2 separate regions of the Athene noctua genome follow, and region 2 is linked to region 1. The links are chromatin contacts, called in public Hi-C maps. All regions are on one chromosome and are shown on one strand. Each heading gives the region's core, a stretch centred on a gene start, on an enhancer-like site or on the middle of the called end of the contact. The rest is flanking DNA. Distances are from core to core; before and after follow the strand shown. Region 1 holds the start of CYP7B1 (cytochrome P450 family 7 subfamily B member 1). Region 2 holds the start of BHLHE22 (basic helix-loop-helix family member e22).

The links. Hi-C and Micro-C count contacts between places; a contact is called where the count stands out from the background.
Region 2: a Hi-C map of heart shows a contact between it and region 1, with 4 times the contacts expected there. The contact joins the promoter of BHLHE22 here to the promoter of CYP7B1 in region 1. A contact is called at or near these places in 2 of 2 Hi-C or Micro-C datasets (heart and liver).

What each region holds. Positions count from the first base shown.
Region 1 is chr2:39,286,558-39,289,345 of bAthNoc1.hap1.1, reverse strand. CYP7B1 (cytochrome P450 family 7 subfamily B member 1) reads right to left here and starts at 1,472. Exons shown (of 6, transcript XM_074898899.1): 1 at 1,280-1,472. The coding sequence starts at 1,374.
Region 2 is chr2:39,425,440-39,428,453 of bAthNoc1.hap1.1, reverse strand. BHLHE22 (basic helix-loop-helix family member e22) reads left to right here and starts at 1,722. Exons shown (of 1, transcript XM_074897700.1): 1 at 1,722-2,816. The coding sequence starts at 1,815. The coding sequence ends at 2,723.

The DNA of each region.
Region 1 (2,788 bases), core at 223-2,722:
GATCAAAACAAGAATTTTCACTGTTTTTCTCTGTTATTTGATTTATTACATACATGGCCCCAAAGTTAAGGTTACTGGTCTAAAAACTGCCAGACTTGTCTTTCTGACTTTTCTGGAGGCTAGTAGTGCAGTTTCTTTTTTGCATTTGTATGTCTACACCATGTAGAAATAACTTTTAATGATTAGGAAAAGTAACTGTTTACTATTTAGAATTAAATTTAACGCTATGCATTTCGTTATGTGATTAAAAAAAAAAAACAAAACAAAACAAACTAATACAGTGAATCCTTCCCCTTCTTCACTCCTCCTCCACTGAGCCTTTACACGTATTTATTCATCAGCTGCGAAACAAGCCCTGAAGAGCATCAAGTATTGGCAAGACACGTGAAAAACACCCGGGAAAGGTTAGCATATTCAAAAAGAACAGTTCCAGACAACACTTCATTCCCCCCAAAACCTGCAACTTCTACTGAAGTGTTCCAAAATACGAGTGTCCGTTCTGTGAAGCTTTAAACCGTGCAGTTGAAAGACACTAAAGGCAACACCGTGTTAGACGCTGACAAAAGTCACCGAGATGCCCATGACCCGAGTCCTAGGGGTAATACTGCTGTCAGCTGCTCATCACGCAGAGAAGCGGCAGCGGAGGGCCGATGCTGCAGCCCAGCAGCAGCGCTTGTCCACCCTGGCTCAGCAGATAAGGTCTGCGCACCTCGGACTCCACCGGAAGGTTCTCAAGTGCTGCGCTGGGTCTTTTTTGCTCCATATCGGCGCACAGGCGATACTGAGGTTTGGAGCAAAACTAAAGGTCGGGCCAAACTGCCCGGGGCCAGGCCACGGGCGTCGCGCACCCCTTGTTTTGGAGCACGGATTTCCACGCACCCACGAAAGGCGAGACCAGCCTCCCCGGGCGCGCCGAGCACCCACGTGCGAGCGGCGGGCCCCCACACTCTCTCCCGCCGGCCACCGCGGAGGAGCCGCCGCCGCCGTCTCCCCCTCGCCCCCGGCCGCGGCGCCGCAGCCCCGCCGAGCCGCGGCCGCTCCGGGGCCCCGCCAGCGCCCCCACGCTCGCCCCGGGGCCCGCGGGCCGCCATCCCCCGAGGCCCCGCCGCGGCGGCGGCGGGCGCTGATAGGGCTTCCCGGCGCGGAGGGGCGGGCGGAGGGAAGCGCGGCCCAATGCGCGGCGCGACGCGGCGCCCGCCCCGCAGCCCCGCTCCCCCGGCGCGGCCGTGCAGGAATGCGGCGGCCGCCCCCAGCGCCGCCGTCCCCGCCGCCCCGGTACCTTTTCCTCCTGCAGAGCAGGCACACGGCCCAGAGGAGCAGGGCGGCGGCGGCCGCCCCGCCGTAGGTGCCGAGCTGCAGCGCGTCGGGGCCCATGGTCGCCTCGGCGGCCGCCGGTACCTCGCCGCCGCCGGAGGAGCAAAGTTTCGCACGTCCTCCCGCTCCCTCGCAGGAGAGGCGCCCGGCCGGCCGGCCCTCCCCCGCCCACCCCGAGCCCAGGGGGCTGGGTTTGGCTGCTCGGAGCCGGACTTGGCGAGCGGGCCCGGTGCGACCCGGCCGGCTCCTCCCCGGGGAGCGCCCGGCGCGGGGAGGGTCGCGCCCGCCCGCCCCCGCGGCCTCCCGGCGGCGGCGGGGAAGCCCCGGACTCCGGCTTGCCGGGAAGGACTCCGGCCCGGCGGAAAGGTCCCGGCACGGAGGTTGGGGGCGGGGGGTCCCGGCGTCATCCCACCGCCCCGGAAAGCGGCCCCTTCCCTCCCAGCCCCTTCGGCCTTCCCCGCACCCCGGGAGGGGCTCGGTGCGCCCCCAGACCCGGCCTCGGGTGGAGGAGCGGCGGTGGCGTGTCCCCAGGGCAAACGGTGCCAGGCTTGGGCGGGTAGCGGCTCTGGCAGCCCTCTGACCTCCGCTCGGCTTTGGTACAAACACCTGATGTGTGTCTCCTGCTTCAAAACCAAGACGACACAACACACACACACACACAGAGCTTTATAAAACTTAACCTGAGGTAGGATAAACAAGATACGAATAGCGAAGGTCAGCTCTTGACGTTGTGCTGTGAGAGAAGAAGCGGGGTCCAGTCCTCTCTGTCATCCCCTCCCATGCCAGCCCCTCTGGCGTGTTATAGAGGGGAAGAGGTGAGAAACCAAAACCTGAGGCAACGGGGAGATCCCCAGCTTGAGGAAGCGGGTTGGGTTGGAGAGGGACAGAGGTCCAGAGAGTTTGGTACAGCGTGTCAGGGCCAGGGGGTAACAAAATACCAGGGCGGCGGCAGTACCTTATGTACCTCTGCTGCCATTTGGTACAAGGTACAATCAGAAACTGCTGCAAGATACCATCTAACACAAATTCACACTGAAAGACAAAGTAAGATGCTCCAGTTTCGGGAATTACGTCTTTGTTGAATGCTGACAGACAAGTTCACGTACCTTACTCATTCTCAGCTGTATGTAGTATTACAAAGTCTGTATTTCACAATATTTGGTGGTTTCTGCATTGCTTTCATCTTGGAAACAAGCTGTACAACGCTCAGTTTTCTGAATTGCCCCGTGGTAAGTTTTGCCTGAATTGCAGCAATCCAAATGTATCTTAGCACTTAGCTAAAAAACCTTCCTGACTTTAGCAGATTTCATAAGTTTTAGAGGCCTGACTCACATCAGAGGGTTTGCAGTTGGCAGTGCTGTGTGTCTTCTTCCTCAAAAGTTCCTGTTAATTTCAGTGACATACTTAAAAATGTCACTGTATAAATCAGAGAAAATCTAATTAATGCGTCTCACATAAACGTGTCTCAGAATCT
Region 2 (3,014 bases), core at 473-2,972, 140 kb before region 1:
AATGAAACCAGAGAAACCAAAAAATTTCATAGCCTTCAGTAATTCTGCCACATAAGAATGATTTACTGAAAGTGTTGGGAAATATTGTTTTTACTGATGTCATAAGATGAAAACCTGCCACTAAATACTCTGAGCGCTAACAGTAAAGCGAGAGCGAGCTGCTCGCCTCGAGTATGAGAGGAGCAGTGGGACAAAAATTCAGACCAGCCCTGGGGTTGCCCCTTCAGCTTCTGGGAGAGCGCAGAAGAGCTGTGCCCCGGCTCCGAGGAGAGCCCCGGGAGGAGAGCAGGGGGCCGGGGTAACCGGGGTAACCGTGGCGCGGGGGCCGCTCTCGCCCCGACGCCGGCGGCGACATCCCGGCGTTGGGGAGCGGAGCGGGGTGCTCCCGCCCGGGGGAGGCAGGCAGGGACCGAGCTGCAAAGAGTTGGTGAATCACAATTAAAGAAAAAAAAAAAAAAAAAGTTTGGTGGGTTCTGCCCTTTCTCACCCCGCCCTCCCTCCTCCCCAGATCGGTTCGTTTTCAAGGTAACTGATGGGGCTTTATGTTTTTTATAGGGACACGGGGGATAATCACTCGAAAGCGGCAATCTGCTACTTGAAAAGGGCTAAGGGGAGGAGGAGGGGAACCACCCCGTAGTTTGGTCTCCGTTTGCTTGGGGGGGGGGGGGGGGGGGCGGGCTGGGGACCATTCGCCTCCCAGGGAAGCAAGATGGACTTTGGCGGTGGGCAGGAGTGGGCACGGCGGTTCGGGTTGGTCCGGGTTGGATTTGGTTTTTTTTTTCCTTTCTTTCCCAGGAGAGCCTTGTCGCGAAGACGGGTGGGGGTGGGAGTGGGCTATAAGTTAATGTAAATGCAGGGGGTGGGTGGGCTGGGGTGGGGGGAGAGGGTGTCACTCCTGACTCCACGGCTAAGTTAGCAGAAGTCTGCTGGCAGCACTCGGAAGGGGAAGCGTTGAAGCGGGCTTTTCTGCAGTGCAGGGCTGTAATTTGCTGAAGGAGGCAAAGAACATCCTTCGATCTAAGTAGGGCTTTTAGTGTGCTCATTGATGAGTGAAAGTCGCCACACATGTCAAGCTAAAGGCAGTTGTTGGGTTACTAACAGGACACAACGTCTTGCAAACATATGCGTTAAGCTGTGTATACAGATGGCAGGGAGAATAATGGAGCAGGCGCCTCTTATAAAGCTCTAGCTGCTGCCTGTCTTCAGACCTGGGAAATGAAACTATTCAGACTCAGGGCCAGATAGCGCCGGGGATTGTTTGTTACCGTTTTAATCCTATTAATTAAAACGTTAACCTGATTGGGTAGAAAGCTCTGTCCCAACAGGCGAGTCTTCTTCATAATAACCTACTCTCAGAGATAATGATGTAAAAGACTCCCCCGTCTGCGGCGGCTGCTGGTTGATGGGTCCGGAAATCTCTTGAAGGTGAATCCAAGCAAGATAAACGGTGGAAGCGGCTCCGCTGGCAGTGCACAATGCCCCAGCGCGGCGCCTGCTGAGGGCGAGCCGCAGCCGGAGCCGCAGCCCCCGCCGGAGCCGCAGCCGGAGCCGGAGCCGCGGCCGCCGCCGGAGCCGGAGCCGGAGCCGAAGCCGTAGCAGCAGCAGCAGCAGCAGCCGCCGGAGCAGCAGCCGGAGCCGGAGCCGGGGCAGGGGCAGCCGCGGCGCCGGGCACGGCGCAGCCCCGGCGGGAGCCGGGAGGCGATTTCTGCCAGCGGGACGCCGGGGAGCCGCCCGCCGCGGCGCGGAGCCTTGGAGGAGCGGGCCGGGAGCTGAGGGGGGCGGAGGAGGCGGAGGCGGAGGCGAGCGGGGCGCCGATGGAGCGGGCGCTGGGGCTGCCCGCAGAAGAGGACCTCTTCCACAAGAGCCTCGCCGCCTCGGCCAAGCGCATGGAGTCCGCCTTCCGCTCGCCCCCGGGGCTCGACCTCTCCCACCCCCGCGACCGCCAGCCCTCGCCGCTCGCCTGCTACGAGGCGGCGGAGCCCGAGGCGCTGCTGCAGCCCGGCGTCGGCGGCGACCCGCTGGCGCTGCCGCCGGGCTCCGTCTGCGTCAAGTACGGCGAGAGCGCCAGCCGCAGCTCGGTGGCCGAGAGCAGCGGCGGCGAGCAGAGCCCCGACGACGACAGCGACGGCCGCTGCGAGCTGGTGCTGCGCGGCGCCGGGGGGGACCCGCGCGTCGCCTCGCCGGCGGCGGGCGGCGGCGGCGGCGGCGGCGGGGGGGGCGGGGGGCTGAAGGCGGCCGAGGGCGGCTGCTCCAACAGCCACGGGCACGGCGGCAGCAAGAAGTCCAAGGAGCAGAAGGCGCTGCGCCTCAACATCAACGCGCGGGAGCGGCGGCGGATGCACGACCTGAACGACGCGCTGGACGAGCTGCGGGCGGTCATCCCCTACGCGCACAGCCCCTCGGTGCGGAAGCTCTCCAAGATCGCCACGCTCCTCCTGGCCAAGAACTACATCCTGATGCAGGCGCAGGCCCTGGAGGAGATGCGGCGCCTGGTGGCTTATCTCAACCAGGGCCAGGCCATCTCCGCCGCCTCCCTGCCCAGCTCCGCCGCGGCGGCGGCGGCGGCGGCGGCGGCGCTGCACCCCGCCCTCGGCGCCTACGAGCAGGCGGCCGGGTACCCCTTCAGCGCCGGGCTGCCCCCCGCCACCTCCTGCCCCGAGAAATGTGCCATTTTCAACAGCGTCTCCTCCAGCCTCTGCAAACAGTGCACGGAGAAGCCTTAAGCGCCGCCGCCGTTGCCGCCCCCCGCCGCCGCCGCGGCCCCGGGGAGCGGCGACAGCCGGCGACCCGGCCCCGGGCCGGGGGCCGCGGGGGCGGCGGAGGGACTGAGCGCTGCCCGGCCCCCGCCTCCCCCCGCCCGGCCTCGCCTCGCCTCCCCCTTCTCCTCGGGTGTTGCCGAGACGGGACCGCGCCGGGAGGCAGCGTGTGCGCCGCGCCGCGCCGGGGAGGGGGCGCGGGGCCGCCGGGAGGAAGCCCCGGACCGGGGGGGGGCGGGGGGGGGGCGCTCCAGCCGG